2 separate regions of the Anser cygnoides genome follow, and region 2 is linked to region 1. A link is a contact called in public Hi-C data. All regions are on one chromosome and are shown on one strand. Each heading gives the region's core, a stretch centred on a gene start, on an enhancer-like site or on the middle of the called end of the contact. The rest is flanking DNA. Distances are from core to core; before and after follow the strand shown.

Region 1 (6,260 bases), core at 2,169-4,668:
AGAAAATAAACTATCATACATGTGATACTTCTGGGGTGCTCGTGGCACATTAACATCATAATGACTTATCATTTTATCATATAGCAGTGCTAGATGGAAATCCTCTTTGGTGGGCAGGAAAATATAGGCACAGGTGCTTGGTTTTGTAAACATCCCTACAAATAATTTTCAGTAGAGTGCTCTGATGCTGAGGTCAGTGAGTTCAGCATCCTAACTCAATTAATAGGGCTGCTGCTCCTATTCTGAATTCCCCTAACAATCTATGTGGTTTTACAATCGTTCTCGCCAGTTTGGAAGGAAAAAAAAAAAAGAAAATGTTTTCTGCCTGCTGTTACTGAGTGAAAAACCCTTTTGTTAATGGCAAAATGAGTCAGGTCTTGCCTAGGCAGCTAGGTTTTAGTGTGCGGGTCACTCCACCTGTGACGGCTTAGTCCCCAGGGAGCCCGTGTGACAGAGCATTTGCACTTACCTGCCCATGCAGAACAGTTTGCAGGGCAAAGGTACGAAAAACAACCAAGTGAATTAGATTCAGCAGGAGCACTCACTGCTTCTGGGGAAGAAAAGGGCAGCCCCTGAAAGGAGAAAAAAAAAAAAAATGCTTCCTCCAGCAGCCACAGGAGCAAAACCACAGTAGCAACAGAGAGGTGAGGTAGGTCATAGATTTCTGTGCCACGTTCCCTGAACCTAACTTGAGCACTGTGAGTGGAAGTCTCCTCTGTTTCTTGTAAATAATAAACTTTTTGCAGAGGTCAGGAACTTGTTTGCAGCTACACCCCGGCTGCTCTGGGACCCTCCCATGCTGAGTATGGGAATACCAGGCTCAGCCAAAGGGAAACAGCTGGCTGCAATTACGGGCTAGCAGGTGCAGAGGAGCGCTCCAGACAGGGCGAAAGCTAAAGTTTCAGGTGATTTTCAAGGTGAGGGTCTAAAGCACTTCGTGTTCTTAACCTCCTTAAAGATTTTGAGTCATTAGTTTAATTACTGGAGGGGTTTTTGGTATTTCATGTGTTTTTTGAAGGAGTTGGCCATAGTTTGGTGGAGGCTAAGTTTGGCATATTTTGTGGAAATAAACAGATATGCTCTCATGATCATGGGGACACCAGATGTGTTGTTACAAGCTTCATCTCATTTTACCTCTACGTGCTGCAAGCTCTCTGTGGAATGGTCTGTCTTACTACGAGTTTTATGATGGCTCATGCAGCTGGGCCCTGCTTGAAACACATCCCCACTGCTAGAATAATAAAGAATTATCACATTCTTTCTAGAGACTTAAAAGTGCTGATTACAGTGAGCTCTGTGGCTGCTGGGCATGTGTGAAGTTCATGTCTTCAATAAGCACCAGAGTGTGTTTAAATTAATCTAAACTCAAATTATTTTGAAGATTTCTCAAATAGAAGTAGAGAGGATATATTTAGTAGGATTTCAATCTAGTCTGTCTCAGCAGGAGAATGCTTGTTATGATGCTTATAATATCAATATATTTCCTAAGAATGAGTACTCTGAGCTTACAATGCCACAAGCACTGACCTCCACATAAACCAACAGACCTGCAAGTGGATGTTCTTCCAGCTGTTTCTCATGGAGGAGCTTGTAATTGGAGTACGTGCTTGAGTGCTCAGTGGTATTGGACCTACATGAACACACTGAAACAAGGGACAGAGGTAAATGTCAAATGATGAGAGGCACTACAGGGAGTTCAAATGCTTTGTAGAAGGAAAAAACAAATGAGGCTGTCAACAATCAACTTCTTATTTTCCATGTGCCTTAGCATAGGATCCAGGAGGATCTGCTCCATGATCTTGCCGGGCACAGAGCTGAGAGTAACTGACCTGTAGTTCACCAGGTCTTACTTTTTTCCCTTTTAAAAAATGGGCATTATATTTCCTCTTTTCCAGTCAGTGGGAACTTCACTGGACTGTCACAACTGCTCAAATATGATGGATAGTGGCTAAAAGATCATGGAGTGCTAAAAGATCATAGAGTGTTTCAGAGTTACTCTAATGAAATTTTGGATACAGGACCCCATTTCAAACAAATGCATTCTCTGTAATTTTCCCAAGTTTCAGTGTATGCACATTACCACAAAAAATAAACAATGTATGTTTTTCCTTAAAGAGAAACAAAGCATTTTCTTCATTTTAGATGTGTTTTTCTTAGTACTGTAGTTATTAAAAATATCAAGAAGAATGGTGTTAGAATGGTAAAAGCTATCATGAACTATACTTGTGGCTTTGAACGTCCCCAGAGCAAATACAACTGGTGATTGCAGGCGCTGAATTCCAGCATCCAGAATAACACATATTGGTTATAGCATCTTATTTCTGATGGGATGCTATACCAGCTTTCTTATTCAGACTCTATTTCCTAAAGAGTGCTAGTCTAATTCTCTGTTTTTGATGTAGCTTTAGCGAGCACTAATTTTTCAATTTGCAGCAACAGCAACATCTAGTGTTCCCAGTCTGCCCTGCATACTTACGTAGCATGCTTGCCATTAATGCAATGCTTCGTATTTTAATACCACCTCCACCTGACCTGCTCACACCACAGAAAATAATTACTCAAACTTTGAAACAGCTCTGTGAGCAGCTGATCCTTTTAGTTTACAGAGAAGACGGAATAATCAGGGAGAGAAGGTGTTTAATTGTTGAAGACAGTTCAGCAGGAGCTGAGCGAGCTGCGTAAGGTCGCACTGGGAGACTCTGGCAAAGTCAGAGCTGAAATGCAGCCTGCCTACCTACACTGTGCTTTACCTGGAAGATCTCTTTGTCCCAGAAGATATATGGACCTAATTTATCTGAGGGGAGGAAACAGCTCGTTGTATCTCAGAGGCAGTTTCACCACATTAGAGGACAGCAGAAACATCTGCGGGAAACATGACATTTTCTCCACTGCAGAGTTTGCGAGAGGCTTGCTCTCTACAGCCGAACAGAGGGATGCAGGGTTGTGTAACTACAGGACCCTTGTGGGAAGCGAGGAAGGGGTTGGGGCGGCAGGGGGGACGTGGGGTGACCCCGAAGGAGGGGCTGCAGCCCCGCAGGCCTCCCCTCCACCAGCACAGCCCCAAGCAACCCGAGGGCTGCGGGCAGCTTGTCACTAGACCTATGACAGGCAAAGCAGGCAGGTGCTGGGTCGAGACCCCCACACAGACCCCTGCCCGCGGGTTTTCCTGAGGAAAGCCACTTCGTTTGCCCTCGAGCCGGGCACAACCGCCTCCTCCACCGAGCAGCACAGCCACCAAAGCCTGGCCTCACCCCGCGGGCTTGCGGGGCGCCGAAGCCCTCGGCTATTTCTCCCAGCCGGGCCCGCCGAGGCTGCTCGGAGGGCGCCGTACCTAAGGACGCCCACAGCGCTGAGGGAGGACAGCGATGGCGCACAACTACAGAACTACATCCCCCGGCGGGCCGCAGAGGGGGCGGTGCGGCCGCCGTGCCTGCGCGCTGCCTCCACACGGGGCCGGGCGGCGCCGTGACCTCGAGCGGCGGGCGGGCGGACAAAATGGCGGCGGCGGCGGGGCTGGCCCTGAAGGTGATGGCGGGGGGCGGCGGGGGGCTGGTGGGGGCTCTCGCCGGGCTCTCCCCTCGCCGTGCGGGGCGAGGGGAGGCGGCGAGGGGGTGCGAGGCCACCGCTGTGCGTCCCGCAGGTGCGGCAGCTGAGCACGTCGGCGGCGAGGCCGGTGTCCAAGCTGGTCAAGGTGAGCGGGGAGCGGGTGCGGGGGGCGGGTCGGAGCCGCCGCGTCCCCGTCCCGGGGCTCCCCTGAGCCGCGCTGTCGCCCGCAGCCCCCCGTGCAGGTGTACGGGCTGGAGGGCCGCTACGCCACGGCGCTGTACTCGGCCGCCACCAAGCAGAAGAAGCTGGAGCAGGTGGAGAAGGAGCTGCTCCGCGTGTGGGTAAGGAGCCCGGCGCCCCGCGTCGCCCCGGGTGTCGGGGTGGCCCTGCCTGGTGGGAGGGAGGTGGGTCTGTGGGCCCAGGCGGGGAAGGAGGAGCATCACCCCTAAAAGAAACCTCCCGTAAATGAGCTGCACCTGGGGCTGTCGTCGTCCCACCTGCATGCTTCTCATCTTTTCGGGCTTGCTCGAGGAGTGACCTTGTTGCCCACTTGGACGGTTTGTTTAGGCTTGGAGAACTTGTGTTTTTTATAACGTTGCACGTGTGTCCTCTTAGACTCTTTTGAAGGACCCCAAACTGTCCAGTGTTGTTATGAACCCTCATACCAAGAGCACAGTTAAACAAAAAGCTGTAAATGATGCTTTAGCAAAAGAGAAGATGTCCCCTATTACTGTCAACCTGATGAGTGAGTAATCATTTGAATTTTGAAAAACATCCAAGGCTACCGGTTATTACTGGTTGCTAACCAGATCTGCTTCTAGTGGTTGCTTTAAACCCTTTCAATACATCTACCTCTTCCAGACTTGCTTGCTGAAAACGGTCGCTTGCGCTACACTCCAGGCATTGTTTCTGCCTTTGGGAAGATCATGAGCGCGTACCGAGGAGAGGTGCTGTGCACGGTCACCACTGCACAGGTAGGTCAGGAATCTCTAGGTTGACCCTAACAGATAGTGACATAAAAGGCAGACCTCTTTAGTTTTATTTTGCTTTCTGTAATATAAGCGTCTTGCTGTGTGAGTAGTGAGGAAAAATCTCACCTCTCCTAGGATGAAAGTCTCTCTGCAAGTAGCGTTTTGATATCCAATAGTTGTTGGTCAGCAATTGAATGCGTTCCTCCTGTATCAGCTTAACAGGTAACATAATTCCTGTGTGTGAACCCTATGGCTGATAGAAGTCAGCCTTGTCTGCCTCTGCTCTTATTTCTGTCACCAAGATGGTACTGATCAGGTCAGAGCTAACAGATCAGCTATTAGCTAGAGCAAGGCAGATAGCTGAGGACTAAAAATGCCTGTGGTGTTTGGTACTGTGCTTCACAAGAAGCAGCTACTTAATTCGCTGCATGCAGTTATTGGGCAAGTAGCTAATTCTGGAGCTGTGGGAGGATTTTTTCAAAGGCAGACGCTTTTTGCTGATGCTTATAAAGGTGAGAGCGAAGATGATGTCTCTGTAAGCTGTAAAGTTAAGGCTGGAGATGTGGGGATTCTGGCACTTCAGTAATTTCTTTGGTGATGGATCCATGCCCAGGTCTGTTACAGCAGGAAGCTTGCCTGCTGTGTATGTAAAGTAACTCTTTTGCCCTTGAGTGGGGCTAAAATGAACTGCCTAGTGGACTAAGTAAAAAGACTCACCTATCTCAGGGTGACTGGCTCTCTGTAGGCCACAAGGACAGACTGTTAATCTAGTTGATAGCCTTCAGGGATGTGTAAACTCAAAAGCCTTTGTAAACCTTTTCATGAATTTTCCCAAATAATTCATAAGTAAAGTTACTCTCCTGCTGCCTGTTTTGGTGGTTGTGGTGATGGTTTCTTTTAGCTCTCAACAGTTAGCTATTAAATAGAAATTATTTACATTTCAGGTAATGCAATACCATTGCTCCTCTGTGAGATATTTTCCATTTCTGTCACAGTGATGTATGAGCAGCTCACTGGGAACGCAAGGGCGTTTTCACAGTGCCTCTCCCCCAGGGATGCAGAGTTCCTCCATGGTGATGGAGAGAGGTGTAGTTAGCTGAGAGCAGCAGGGCTGGGTGCTCTCTGCCCGTGTCCTGAGTCGCTGTCCCGTGCTTTGTCAAACTTTTTTCTTAAGCAGATAATCTGAACTGTTAGAAACAGCAAAAATTATCTTTTCTTATGTAGCCTAAATGATGCTGTGAAGGTCTTCTGTTGAGTGCTCAGTTTGGCAAGTAAATATGCTTGCTTTCTGAAGATGTTAACATTAAGCTGTTGCTAGAAATACGTATGCAGAGAACACAATCTGTGCTGTCATGTGGTTATTGCTGTCCAAGAAGGCTGCTTACTCTGCCTTCCTGGAAGTGCCTTTCATTATAAGAATCTGAAGAGAAAAATTAGCATTCTCATTATATCATTTGATTTTTTTTGAAGTCCTTCACTTTCCTGGTCTTCTGTTCAAATCTTTCAGCCCTTGGATGATGCCAGTCTTACTGACCTAAAAAGTGCTCTGAACGGATTCTTGGCGAAGGGAGAGGTCTTGAAGCTGGAGACCAAGGTACGGATTTCTGATTTATACATATATTTAATCAAGTTAATATTAAATTGGGCTTCTCTCTCTCTGATCTTTTTTCTTTAAAAAGGAACAAACAATAAAAATATGGTGTGTATTCATTTTATTTAATACACTTCTGTGCTTTCTTTTAG
Region 2 (6,260 bases), core at 2,231-4,730, 160 kb before region 1:
AGTCATTAATTACACAATTCAGTGACAGAACAATCAGAAAAAAAAGCAAGAGAAGTCCTCTGTGGAATCAGCACTCAATAAACTGCAGGGTAAAACAACAAGGATCAGGGTACAGCAAAGATGAGGATAAAGCAACTTTTCCTTGCTGAAGGCAGCACTGACCTTTCCAACATCTTAGTTGAGCAGCTTCTCTTAGTATTAGCCCACAGTACCACCTACCATAAAAGATGAAGATGGGGCTCCGCAACCCTTGAGGCAAGGTGTTTATAAGGCCATTACACAGGAACTTTGATGAAGAGGATGAGATCAAAGCAACATGTCAAAAGCAACTTGTAACCCCCCAAAGTCCAGCTCACTTTGATAGCTTCTACTGCTGGTGACCCTGGCCCATGAAGAGCAGCTGCCTCTCGAGTGAAATTCAGCAGGGAGCAGTTCCACTGTAGCATGAACAGCTAACAGGCTAAAGGAGGAAAACACAGCAATGCACATACCAGCATCTTCATTACTGAGGAGTGAGAGGACTCAGTCTGAAAGCACTCATTTACTTTTCTGTGCAGTTATATCTGAACAAAAAGGAAGATCCGAACAGCTCAATTCCCTCCCTCTCTGTGCCTCAAATCTACCAGAGGGGAGCCAGGCTGAGCTGGGAACACTGAGTGCTCGGCTTTTATTCAAGTCAGTGCCTTCACATCTCAGTAAATGCCCCATGACATGCGGGCATCCTCTGAAGATAAAGCATTTGTACAAAGCCAGGGCTGTCAGAGTCCTTGAGAAGGGCTGTCTCCTGTCTGTCACACGGAGAAAACCACCAGTTATAAAGCAGGTCTGGAAATCAACAACCTGTAGTGTGGTCACTGTGTACTCAGAACTCACAGGATGTAATTTTGGTACTTCAAATTCCATACTTGGATGCATTTGTCCAACCCTCCGTCTTCAATAGAAACCTATCTGCCTATACCCAAAGGCAGAGCCAGCTCTCACATTCCTCCTCGTCACATCGATAGAGCATAAGTCATATTCAGATGTCAGAAAGAGTCTATCCACACAGAGCTTAAAAATAATAATAAAAAGAATAAAAAGAAAAACAATTTTACAAGTCTGTCGCAGGCCAAGTCCAGCCCACTGCGTTCTACGTTCATCCTGTAAGGAGCCCCCACTGAAAAAGGAAAGACTACTGTTGTTGTTATTATTTCTATTCCCTTAACACTACAGATCAGGGCCCCTTTATTTTAGGCACTGTACAAACAAATTACTCAAACAGTCCTTCCCTCGGGTGCTCCCCAAATAGGAGCGCCTAAAATCTTTCATTTGTCTAGACCTCCCACTTCCTACAAGAATATGGGGATTTCTGAATGTGAGAAAATAGCTGAAGTTCGTCTTCAGCGAGCTGAGCACTGGCAAGGTTAGAAAGAAGCCTCCTCTTGGTTCATACATCACACAGTGGTGGAGCTGCTTCTCTGAAGCATGTGGTTCCTGGTTCTAATCTCAGCTGTGGTAACGACCAGCGTGTTCAGCTACTGCATGAGAAAGTTTGCTAATTGTCAGTGTCTGTGCTAGCGCCTGACAGATACAGCAGATGTCATGGCCAATTTTCAATTATGTGCAGAAATGAACTGCATACCCTGGGAGAAAGCAGAGCTTTCAGGATTCCCCCCGCCCCGCCAAATCTTAGGTGTTTCATCTGTGCGCCAATAAGCAGCACTCACATTGAATAACAGATTAATAAAAAGCTCTTCCCAGCCTGAAGCTTTATCAGGGAACTTTAAACACCCTTCCCTCTCTTTCGCACTGACTCTGTTGTCTCCCACAGCTAAGATGCAGGCAGGAACTCAAGACCCTGAAGAACAGTGCTCTCTTGACTGCTAACAGCTCTAAGAAATGACTATATATAACTGCTGTCTGTCACAGCTGTGCATTTCATAGCCTTACTGCCTGTTCAGTAGACAAATGTCCTCTGTTCTTGCCCAGTTCCCAGACCCAAAACCACCTTTCGACACAAGAGCTGAACTTCAGCATCTTGGTTCCAAGGACCTTTCCCTAGGCTGCTGTGAGTCTCTCTCCTGGCCAGCTTTAAAGAGATGGCAACCCTTTTCTAGCCAGTTCTTCTTGATCACCACAACAGCAATTAGCTGAACAGTCTTCCCGAATTTCTGCGTTATCCTCTTGTTTTCTAAATCAGATATAACAATGTTTCCCAGAGCTGAAAAATATCATAGACCAACCTATAATTGCCTTTTGACTTTGATGCCTACCAGGAGCAAATCTTGACTAATAGGGTTCCTAGCAATTGAATTCTACCTTTTTGTCTGCTTGCTCTCCTGGTGGGCTGCTACAAATGGAGGGTCACTTCCCCTGGAAAATCACACAGCTGTGTGAAGTGTTCTTAGCCTTCTTTCACATCTCTGTCCGTAGAAAGAAGTCCAGCTGAATATCTACAAATTGGCCTGCTGTTAATTTATCTTGGAAAGTCTCATGTGGATATGCCTGGAACCTAAGTTTTCTCGGGTCCTCAGTTCAGATGGGGACCCTTTTTTTTTCTCTTCTAAATCTCATGTCAAGAGTTCGAGCCAAATATGGATATATCTTATCCTACATCCGGATCTAAATAAAAACTGTGCCACAAATCATATTTCCAAGATTTTTCTCTTCAAGCAACTTGTCTTTTTTTTTTCTTTTTTTCTTTTTTTTTTTTTCCTGAGGGCACATTCTACCGCGCTATTAGAGCTAGTTTCTATTAGGCTTGTTTATGGAAGGAGGAAAAAATTAATGACAACATCAGAGAGATTCTTTGGTGAGATCCTATTTACAAAGTGTGCCCACAAAGTCCTATTTCCCAGAAAGAAAAAGAAAAAAAAAAAGTAGAAACAAATGACAGCAGAATATTTTCTTGCTCACAGTTACTAAGTCTCCCCCTTCTGTCAGTTCTGCTTTTTCTCATGATGACACACATAACCGTTTCTGTCTGTTGGCTTTCTTTTTCTCATGTGTACAGAGGCTGCCTGTGATTGTAGACCCTCCATTTTGCAATTAGAGAACGTCTCAGCCCACATTTCTTACCTTCCGACTAGGCCTCATCTATTTTTTTTCCTCCCCTTTCACTGTGCGAGGAGCTTACTATGGAGCAAAGATTTTGCTTCAAGGCAACTAGTAACACCTTGCTATAAACAGCTCGATATCACATGTTATATTCTGTTTGCATCTTCTGAGGCCATAGTTCATCCCTCAGTCATGTGAACGCTCTGCACTGCCAGGTCACGTAGCAGCTGAAGGCATGGTTGTGTGGGCAGGCTGTGAACGGTCGCTGCTGCTAGCTAGATCACACAACAGCGATTTTGTGCCATGGACATGCTGCCAGAAGTGTCCCAGAGTGCCTCATGTGCCTCAGCTCCCCGCTTGCTTTTGTGAACAACAGTGAGACAGAGAGGCTTGGGGCTTGATGCTGACTTTGTACCTGCTTGGACTGCTCTGACTCTGGCTACCCTGTAATGCCCAGCTATTATGAATCATGACAGTTTCTCCAAGATTGCTTCTCTGCTATTTCCACAGCCCTTCCGTCCCTAACTACTCATACTCCCTCATCACTAAAACATTTCCTGTAATGTAGCTGCTCAGGCTACATCAAGGGCACTTCTGGTTGCCCAGTATTTCACTGTGTGTAACCTTTTGTATGTACCTCAGAGAAGCTGGGTCCGGACCTTTCTCAATTCCAGCAGTAGGTTTTTGCCATCCTTCTTAGACAACTGCTTCAGATCATGCCTGTGTGGACATGTACAGGCAGAGCTCAGGTCTTCTCTGCTCTCCAGGATGGCTTCTTGGCTAGGTGTGCTAATGCAGCTATTTGACTTCTGGGTAGAAGTTAGCCTGTACCTGCCCATGAAGATATGCCCTCTGCCAGGTTTTATGATACTCTCAAATACAAGCCTGGAAAAATAAGCTCTACCTTGCATAGTTCTCCTTAGTACCATTTCCAGGACCAGCTCCAAGAAGCAAAAGCATCCTAGGAAAACCCAATACGCTGTATTTCCCAGAGATCCCATCACCTCCATCCTGCTGTGAAAGGAACAAAATTTTCCTTCACGGTATCAATCATCTTGTTGTTGTGCATAAAAACCTCTGATTCGGGATTCGTCTACTCCAAATGCAGGCTTCCCCCAATGCAGTTGCCAACCGCTGAGCTAGGCTTCCTTTGTAGTCAGCCAGCTGAGGTGCTTTGCAGGGCATGATTCATCCCACCCTCAAGCAGGTACCAAAATTAGGGCAACAAAGTCCTCAGGGGAGCAGCTCTGGTGTAGACACCTACCCCCAGACTTCTAAAGTTCAGTAACATGAATCCCACTTCCAGACACTTTTCAGATGACCCAGTTTATCAACAACTGTCACTTAGCAAAAAAAAAAAAAAAAAAAAAAAAAAAAAGCAGATGCTCTAATCTGTACTTTCATTTCTCTACTTTTATTGAAAACTCCAGGCTTGTACCACAGAAGTCTGGGAAAGACTATCCTTTCAGATTGCACCAGGGGCTTAATAAGAATGAAAACAGCTTCACAACACATCTGGCTTACACTTTGAGAGCTCACCTGGACCTCTGTCATCTGATTTCACACATAGGTGCGGTCCCAAATCAAATATATACTTAATCAAGAACCTTACAGGACTTTGAAGTATATATTTTATAGCATTTCAGCCCAAACTAGCTTCTATTTACTTAATATTACTGTTCAAACAACTCCCGAGACGTATATGGAGCTTTACAAACACATAAAGCAGATAGATCGCAGTCCGTGAAAGCTTTGATTCTAAACAAAACATAGCAGCAAATGAAGACAGACTGCTGTGTGGGAGCTGAGGAAATGGTTACAACCAGCAAGGCTAACTTCGTATAGACTTCACATTTAAAAAAAAAAAAAAAAAAGTTTGCACATTTTTCAGTTGATATTTCTGGGCCTGGTATTTTATGCTTGAAAAGCTTCTTCCTGACCTGTCTGGTTTTATTTGCATTGAACCATTTGCTTCATCAGAGTTTCCCAAGAGACTGCAGGATTGTCGTAAAACTCCCCGCCACTCTATTTTAAGCAGACTATCAATGCACTTGAGTGTTCAGACTATTAGGGGTTGCCTCCACCCCTGCTAACAGGCGGGGAGTACTGACCGCAGGCTCCTCTCAGGTCATCTCCTGTGGCGCGTTGAGCAGCAGCCTTCCTCGGAAGACCCCCCCTCTGAGGAGGACAGGAGAGGGGAATTGCTTCTCAGCCTGCTGAGCTTCTGCACACAAGACACAGCAATCTGGCACCTCATTTACCGCTTGGGACAGGCACAAAGGAAGCCTGGAGCTGCCTTGCTGGATGCAGCCGAGCCTCAGTGGGGCATGCAGATGTCCTCACCTCTACCTCTCTCTGCACCACCACAGCTTGCACTGACCTAGCATGGGGGAGCAGGAGAAGCACTCACACCAAGGCTGTGTCTCTCTCCCTGTGACCCTACAGGCTGATCCCAGACCTCTGGGCAAAATTGGGGATGAGAGGAATGAGATGAGGAAGAGGTCACGCTGCCTCCTGGCCCCAGACCTCTGAACGGATGGGGTGGGTGGCTACAGCCTAGATATGATTGTATGATCTTTTTCAAATATATATAAGGTAAAAAATATGTTTATTGGCTGCCTGACTAGCAAGGAATGTCTTCTGCCATTTTGGCCCAGTTCGTCTATCTCCTCTCTGCACCTTCAATATTTCCTGATCATCTAACCTCTGTTTTCCACATCTAATTCTATGCTGACACACACTGCCTGCAACAGCTATTCATCGACGCTAAATTACTGCTCTTATTCTCACCCTAATCTGTCACTAATAGTAATTATATGTTACTTCCTATATCACCTTATGCTAAATCCTGAATGTAGGCCCACTAAGGCAGTTAGGATTAAATGATACCACACCTATCAGACAGCCGTTGTGTATACATTGCCACACACATGCACGGTAGGGTGACAGTCCCTCTGCTTTCCCCTCTGACCTATCCATGCCTGTGTGCCTTTCAGCTGGTGTCCAGCAGTGCCTCTGCTGAAGGACTTAACATGCAGTGGAAGGGGTCCCTCTGACCACCATCCACAGGGCCAAAACACCCGCCAGGACTTCTGCGGTCACCACACTTCAGGCAGTCCCACTGATTCTCCTAATGATGGTCAAAGCCTTGTAGTGCCTGCCCACTGCTGCCACCCATAAAACACAGGGACGAAGCTCCTCTGTAGTCCAAGGACTATCGACCA

The links. A called contact is a pair of places that touch in the nucleus more often than the background predicts.
Region 2: a contact with region 1 is called in a Hi-C map of liver, with 4 times the contacts expected there. The contact joins the enhancer-like site here to the promoter of ATP5PO in region 1. A contact is called at or near these places in 3 of 7 Hi-C or Micro-C datasets (granulosa cells and liver).

What each region holds. Positions count from the first base shown.
Region 1 is chr1:113,647,445-113,653,704 of Taihu_goose_T2T_genome, reverse strand. ATP5PO (ATP synthase peripheral stalk subunit OSCP) reads left to right here and starts at 3,418. Exons shown (of 7, transcript XM_048071552.2): 1 at 3,418-3,525; 2 at 3,641-3,691; 3 at 3,777-3,887; 4 at 4,162-4,291; 5 at 4,408-4,520; 6 at 6,025-6,111. The coding sequence starts at 3,496. LOC106043402 (a long non-coding RNA gene) reads right to left here and starts at 3,368. Exons shown (of 7, transcript XR_010825360.1): 1 at 2,751-3,368; 2 at 1,548-1,643; 3 at 470-572.
Region 2 is chr1:113,811,966-113,818,225 of Taihu_goose_T2T_genome, reverse strand. No RefSeq gene overlaps it. Among named protein-coding and RNA genes, the nearest start is that of KCNE2, 91 kb to the left of the region's middle. Within about 2 kb of position 3,480, at least 1 of the 3 cell types and tissues checked has open chromatin away from gene starts, as enhancers often do. A contact at or near this core is called in liver, where this site is marked.